2 separate regions of the Sus scrofa genome follow, and region 2 is linked to region 1. A link is a contact called in public HiChIP or PLAC-seq data. All regions are on one chromosome and are shown on one strand. The core of a region is the stretch at or near the end of the contact, and the rest is flanking DNA. Distances in the headings are between cores, read along the strand shown.

What was found. HiChIP or PLAC-seq counts read pairs in DNA pulled down with a chosen protein or histone mark.
Region 2: a contact with region 1 is called in an H3K27ac HiChIP or PLAC-seq map of skeletal muscle. The contact joins the promoter of TMEM52 here to the promoter of CDK11B in region 1. A contact is called at or near these places in 1 of 5 promoter capture datasets (fetal liver) and 1 of 2 datasets of contacts at active chromatin or transcription factors (skeletal muscle).

Annotation. Positions count from the first base shown.
Region 1 is chr6:63,818,174-63,821,857 of Sscrofa11.1, reverse strand. CDK11B (cyclin-dependent kinase 11B) reads left to right here and starts at 1,898. Exons shown (of 19, transcript XM_021097470.1): 1 at 1,898-2,017. SLC35E2B (solute carrier family 35 member E2B) reads left to right here. Exons shown (of 10, transcript XM_021097474.1): 10 at 1-1,054.
Region 2 is chr6:63,972,432-63,976,115 of Sscrofa11.1, reverse strand. It overlaps TMEM52 (transmembrane protein 52), which reads left to right and starts at 1,804. Exons shown (of 5, transcript XM_021095198.1): 1 at 1,804-1,911; 2 at 1,998-2,041; 3 at 2,171-2,212; 4 at 2,908-3,035; 5 at 3,138-3,684. The coding sequence starts at 1,846. The coding sequence ends at 3,328. It overlaps CFAP74 (cilia- and flagella-associated protein 74), which reads left to right. Exons shown (of 40, transcript XR_002344845.1): 40 at 1-105.

The sequences.
Region 1 (3,684 bases), core at 649-3,148:
AAAGTGAAGGTCCCGTCACAGTTGGAAGTCCTCTTCCATTTGCTTTTGACCAGTGTCGTCACTAAAGGCTCCGTTCTTTTCCAAAATGTGTATGTGCCCCGGTCGGGACCTCCGCCTCCTCCTCCTCCTGCTTCTCTTCTTCCTCGTCCCCTTCTTATTCTTTTTGGCCACACCCAACAGCATGGGGAAATTCCTGGGTCGGGAATTGAACCCGTGCCACAGCAGGGACCCAAGCTGCTGCAGTGACAACGCCGGATCCTTCACCCTCTGCACCACAAGGGAGCTCTGGGACCTCTTCCTTTTCCGAGTTTATCCTCACAGCAACCCTGGTGGATCTACCTGTTTTTCTGCCTCTGCTGAGGAGCCAAGAGCAGTCGGGAGGTTGTGCTGACCAAGGGTTGGCTATTCCCCGGGCAGTTTGGGGTGTAAAACCCTCCAGCTTGCTGCCTCTGAAGTACTTCTTCCTGTTCTGCCGAGGGCTCCAATTTGGAGTTTGATGGCCATTGAATCCATACCTAGATGTCCAAACTGAGGCGGAAACTGTTCTTATTAGCGAAGTCTTTGTGTGTTTTTCAGTTTCTATTTGAGGAAAACTGGCATTCCAACCCATGTGCTGTTTCTAGACTGCAGATGTACGAGTTGAGTCTGGACCTGCCAGGGTGTGTTGTGGGCGCCCTGCTGTGGAGGCCACAGTGAGGGTGACTCCCACACTGAGAAACTTGAAAATTGTACCAGTAATTGTCTGTATCAGAACCAAATTATATTTGCTTTATACCAAACAAAACTGTGGAGAACTAAAAGTACATTGTACAGGATGTCTGTGGTTTATATTTCACCTGTTTCAGTATTTATGTGATTAAATCAATTCTTTCCAGAAAGTAGTTGTTAAGTAACTCAAGTCACTGCAAATTCTGCCATAGTAATACCTCGATGCTCTGTAATTAATCCTGTGGATGCCTCCCGGCTATTTTTGTCTGAAGTAAGCCACTAAATTAAGCAACTATCTAAGGCTCTTGGTCTGCAAAAGTAAAATAAATGTTAAATGTGTACTTCTTTTCTTTGTGTAGTTCTCAAATGCTTGCCCTACTGAAATGAACAAGGGGGCTTCCTTACTGCCCTCACCCCTTTTCAGCATGAAAGGAGTGAAAAAAGTGAAGGTTTGTTCCCCTGTCTGCAGAAACTCAGGAAACCAAGCAAACACCCCCTCCCAGAGGGGAGAGAATTCAAGCCCACGAGCCCTTTTTGGGCCTGAATCCCTCGTCACAGTCTACATTGCCCGCGCCGAGACAGTGAATGTGAATGTTTGTTTTTCATTCCCTTTCTTGAGATCTGAGATCCAAAATGTCGAGCTACCATTTCTCCGTGACCACAAAAGTCTGCAGAGTAATGAGCTGGGCAAGAGGACGGCATTCTACGAGCTTCAGCTGGTCACAGGAGGAGCCTTGGGATCTCAGGGCTTTAAAAACCTTCTCAAGCCGATCTGAGTAAGAGGTCTGAGGACCCCCAGCCGCAGCCCAGCTTTAAAACACGTCCTTGCTCCGGCAGGCCTGCGGCACGTGGACGTTCCCCGCGGGGGTCCAACCGGCAGCCACACCGGCGACAACGCCGGGTCCTTAACCCGCTGCGTCACAGGGAAACTCCTCGCCCCGGTTTTGCGCGAGGTCGAGCAAGACTTCTGTCTCCATATCGGAAAACTCGGAGTCCGCTACAGCAGCACTCAGGGTCCTTCCCGAGCGCCGCGCTCGCCCAGGATCAGGGAGGGACGAGCCGCCGCAGCCGCGCCGGGCCGGGCCAGGGCCCGGGTGTCGTCACCGGTGGGCGTCGACGCGGGCCGTGACGCGCAGGCGCGCGCTGGGCACCCCGCTGGGTACCCCGCTGGGTCCTGAGCCGGCGGCGGGGGCCTGCCCTCCTACGTCATCATCCCCGCGCCGAAACAGGAAGTGACGACCATTCTGGCGCGCGCCGGGCGCTGTTTCTTCTCAGGCTCCGGGATCGGCGGCGGCGGCGGCGGCGGCGGGTGAGTGGCGGGGCGGGGCGGGCAGGGGGACTTGGCGCGACCAGCTCACCCGAGCTCTCGGGTCCCGGTGGGCCTGGGGCGCGTGACCGGGGCGGTCTACATGCCGCGCTTCCTCGTCCCATCGGGCCGCGGGCGGAACTCGGGGTTGAGGAGGCGGCGGGCCAAGACTCTCCCTGAGCCCACCCCTGCCGTGTCGAACCCCGGGTTAACGCGACTGAACCCCAGAAGCCAGGACCCCGCCGCCCGGTCTGCGAGCGCGCCTTTGGAGCCCCCCATCCCCAGCCTCCCCGTGTCCTGTAATGGGGCAGCAGCCGTCGAGTCGGCCAGAGGCTCGCGCAGCCCAGGTGGCCTGTTTTTGTTTTTGTTTTTGTTTTCACAATGAGTATAAAGCCACTTATTTTTAAATTAGCAATGAAAGTATCAAGTTTACTTTAAAAAAATACAAACGATAAAAAACCCTTCACTGGTTGTATTCCAAACTGTAAGCCCGGGGCCTCAATCTCAGGAGAGCAGAGGTCTGTGAGTAGAGCTTGTCTGCATTTTTCCTGGAGCCAGGCCCCTGTCGGACATCATAGCCATGTGCCAGAGGGGGATCCCCCTTGGCTCTTTCTGAATGCTGGGCAATGACTGGGGGCCAGGAGCTTTTGCAAAGGAAGCCCAGGGCCCCATTCTAGGAAGTGTTAAAGTCAAAGCTGAGATGCAAATCAGGGAGGTTGGCTGAGACTGGGAATCTAAGGGGCTCACCACTGGCTTAGCACAGTCACTACCCTAGAAAGTGCCCTGGCTGTTGTTTCTTCTGTGACAAGGGGGTGTGGGATGGGGATGGTGACAAAGAGTCTGCCAAACTCCTCATCCTGGGAGCAGGCAGAGCTGCTGAGTCCTTGGCCTTCCCCAGGTGACTCAGTCCTGGAGACAGGATACTCTAAAGGTCACAGGAATGATAGCAAATTGCTGTGGAATGTTCTCAGGACAAGCCGAGCCTGTGGGGAGACTATCAAGCTGGTCACACCTTCTGTCGGCTAAGCAGAAAAACCTAATAGGGGTTAGCTGAGTCCTCACCCCAACCCAGGTGGTCTAACAACAGTCTCCTGAGGGCAAAAACAGTGCATGGGGAAGGCCATGTGCTGAGCTGTAAGCTTCACCTGGATGGTCCTATTTCATCCCCAGATGATGCTGTCTTGCAGGTGGTTTTCTTACCATTTATCAAATGATAAACTGATGTGAAGTAACTGGCCCTAGACATACAGCTATGTGGCTATGAGAGAAAAATGACTGGAATCCAGGCAGTCATCCTCCACGGCCAATCACTTTTTTTTTTTTGCTTTTTATGGCCAAACCCGCTGCATATGGAAGTTCCCAGGCTAGGGGTCAACTGAAGCCGCAGCTGCCGGCCTACACCACAGCCACAGCAACGCAGGATCCGAGCCACGTCTGCGACCTACACCACAGTTCCTGGCGACACCAGATCCTTAACCCAGTGAGCAAGGCCAGGGCTCGAACCCGCTTCCTCATGGATACTAGTTGGATTCTTAACCCGCTGAGCCACAGCGGGAACTCTGTAGGGCCCATCACTCTTAGCGAACATGTGTACTGAGGGCTCAGAAGGCACGGGCACAAGTGTTCCGCTTCTCGTTGAACCACAGCTGGCTGTGTCCTGACACCAATTG
Region 2 (3,684 bases), core at 555-3,054, 150 kb before region 1:
CCCCTCGGCACCCCCGCCCCTCCCACACCCACCCAGCCTTTAGAGGCTGTGCTGGGGGCGAGGGATCTGCCCCCACAGACCTGTCAATAAAGCCTCTGAATCCAGGCCTGCAGTGTGGGCTGTGGGGAGCCACGGGAGAGCACAGAGGGAGAGCTGGATGGAGCCCTGTCCCACCAAACAGTGACTTCGGCCTGGAAGATGAGGAGGCACCTCCTGAGCCCTGGGGGGGACAGCTGGCAGGGCCGAGTGCTGGGGGTGCGGGCTGGAGTTGAGACTGGCCCACACTGGGAGAGGCCCAGCGAGCAGGGGGAAGGGGGCGGCAAAGCCCCTTAGGCCTCCCTGTAAGTTCCAGGATCCCTGAGAACCCCAAGCCCGCCCAGGTTGGCACCTTTGCACCGCCCAGCACACCCACTTGCCAGCCCCAACCCCATGCCAGCCACCAGCAGAGCACTTTGAGCCTTCCCTGGCAGGAGAGGACAAGGTGTGTCTGGGCCTTTCCTGGGCTCGGGCTTCAGGGGCTTCAGGACATCGGCCTGGAGCCGCCTGCCATCATCCCCCTTCCTCAGGGCCCTCGGTGCCAGGAGGTCTATCACCCTCCTAACCTTGAGTCATGGACAGTGGCCACACAGAGCATTTTGCAGGGCTTGGCTAGTCCTTTCCTAACCCTCACCGGGGGCTCTCTCACCAGAGGAGAAGAGAGGGCAGGGTCCTGCAGCCCGGGCTGGGCCCCAGGAGGAAGTCCTGCCTGTGGCCCATGGCCCCTGCCTCCTCGGCAGGCAGGCCCGCAGGAGGGGCAGGCCGCTCTCCTCTAAACCCCAGCCTGGCAGTCCCTGGCGGTCTCAGAGTTTTCATCACTGTGGCCCAGGGGGGCAACCCCTGGTCTGGGAACTGAGATCTCACATCAAGCGACTGCACGTACATAGCCCCAAATAAATAAATAAAAATAACCCTGGCCTGGCTCTCCTGCTAGCGCACCCTGGTACTCCCTGGCCAAGGCCCTGCCATGCTGGCTGGACTTCTGCCCATCCTCCTCCGTCCCGCTCCTGAGCTGGGCTCCAAGGCAGGAGGAGGACGAAGGATGGCCAGGAGCCAAGCTCAGCTGGCCTAGCTGGAGCAGGGTGGGCAGAAGGGGCCCTGGGGGCCCTGGCACAGCCCAGAGGTGCAGGACAGCTTCAGGCAGAGACAGGAGCAGGTACCTGGCAGATCCAGGCATGAGAGTAGATCCAGGCATCTCCACTGGGGAGATGCAGGTAGAGACCCCTGAGAGCGCCAAGCAGACAGACACGCCGGGGTAGCTTCTCCCACGCCCCCAGAACAGGCAGACCACTCTGCACTTCCCTCAGCCCGACCACCAGGTGATGGAGAAAAGGGCAGAGGGCGGCGAGTGCCCCAGCGTCTTGACCTCTGTTAGCCTTCACCTGGAACCCTGGGGTGTGGGCCACGTGTGTTCTGTCCCCCAGCCCCCCCCAGCCCCACACCCCGTACAGACCCGGCCACAAATGTCCGAGGGGCGCCCCGGCCCACCTGGAACCCGATTACCGGATGCCAGGACAAAACTGCCCTCCTCCGCGTGGACCCAGGCTCCAGGGTAGGGCCGAGGCGCGGGGGATTTGGGGGCGGGGGAATCGGGCGTGTCCAGGAGGTAGAGCCCGAGTGGGAGGGGCCTCTAGGGGGCGCGGCTAACCTTGGGCAGAGGATTGGGGCGGGGCATCTGGGCAAAGCGACGCGGCCAGCCCTCCAATGGACGGGTCTCCCGAGGGCGGTGTCTTGCGCTGGGCGTGGCCTGGGGCGGGGCTCCTATAAAGCAGCGAGGCCGCCCGGTTCGCGTTCCCGTCGGCGCCGAGCATGTTCGCTGGGCCGCCGGCTTCCCGAGGGGTCCTGCTGCTGCCGCCGCTCCTGCCGCTGCCGCAGGTGGGTCGCCGGGCGCTCGACTAGGGCACCATGGGGCGGGTCTGCGCTTGGCGCGCCCCGGCCCGGACGCATCCCTGTCCCCACAGGTGGCGCTGAGCTTCGCGGAAGGCAGCTGCGACCCCTCGGACCAGTAAGTTGGGGGATTGGGGTGGAAGGAGGGAGCAGCGTTCCGGCCCCTCCCCGGGCGGGGGTGGGGAGGTTCGGGCCGGGCGGTCGGCCGGGCCCCGCCCCGCCTGCTCCAGGTGCTGCTGTCCCGCAGGTGCCCGCCCCAGGCCCGCTGGAGCAGCCTGTGGCACGTGGGGTAAGTGGAGGTCGCGGCGCACACCCAGGTGCGCGGGTTCACCCCGGGCCAAGCCCACCAGACCCCCACCCTGCCTGTCTCTGTCCCCATCCTGGGCCGCTGACGGGAAGGCAGTGGGGCCCTCGGCAGCCTCGCAGGTCCACCCCCCCACCCCCCGCCTTCCTCCCCCAGCATCAGGGGTGACCTCCGCTGTGGGTCCTCAGGACTGAAGACAACTCCCGCCTCCCCCACCCCCCATCCCCCACCCAGGGCCCTGGGCGAGCTTCCCTTCCTAACCTGCTGCCCAGCTCCCACTCCCTCATTCCCGGCCCCTGTGGGAGGCCCCTGTGAACACGGTCGTTAGTCTGGGCACAGTATTGTGCAGTCAGCCTGGGACAGGGTGTCCTGGGAGTGAGCCCAAGGCCACTTGTGGCCAGCCTGGAGAGACAGCCAGGGCCAGCCCAGCAGCAGGAGGCCAGGATGGGCCGGCTCCTCAGGCCCAGCTCTGGCCAGGAAGGAGGTCTCTGGCCTGCAGAGACAGTCCCTGGCTTTCTTTTATCCTGCGCATTGCCTTCTCTTGAGCGCCTGGGCTGTGACCCCCTGCCCCGGCCCCAGGAGTGGCCAGGGGTCAGTCCAGTGGTAGGGCCTTGCTCCTCCCTGCCCAGGCTCATCCTGCTCACTGTCCTTCTGCTGCTGCTGTGCGGGGTCACGGCCAGCTGCGTCCGGTTCTGCTGTCTCCGGAAGCGGGCGCACACCCAGCCACACCTGCCACCAGCCCCTCAGCCTTGCGACCTGACGGCCATCCGCTTGGACAGTGACAGCCCTGTGCACAGCACTGTGACTTGTGAGTGCCTGCAGACCTCCCCTGGTGGCCCTCCTGCCTGCAGGGGTGCTAGGGGGCTGGCGAGGGCCAGACCCAGCCACACACCGTTCTGGTTCCCTGCAGCCTACAGCTCCGTGCAGTACCCGCTGAGCACACGGCTGCCCCTGCCCTTTGGGGAGTCGGACCTCGACTTCTTGACCCCTCCTGCCTACAGCCCGCACGCCCCCGACCTGCCACCCTCCTACGATGAGGCCATCAGGATGGCCAAGACCAGACAGGAAGAGCCAGCCCCCTCCCTGGGGCCTCATGCCTAGAGACTCCTGCAGGCCCCAGGAACTGGACCATGGTGCCTGGCAACCCTGGCTGTAGCCCTGGTGCCCCCCGGAGGGGACGGGAAAGCCCCCTGAGCCTCCCCCTGCCACCAGCCTCTGTGCTCACAGGGGACTGTGCCAGGGCTCTTGGAGCTGGGGACCCCCAACCCACCCCCACCATCCTTCCCCCAGGAAGGCCACCATCCAGCACAGTGCTGCAGCCCTGGCCTCGTTGCTGTGTGACGCTGGGCAGCCGAGCCAGCCAGCCCTGTGTTGGCCACACGCGCGCGCGCACAGGCTGCTACGCTCAGCCCTGGCCCCCGGCCCAGCCTCAGCCCAGAGAAGGCCCCACAGGGCTA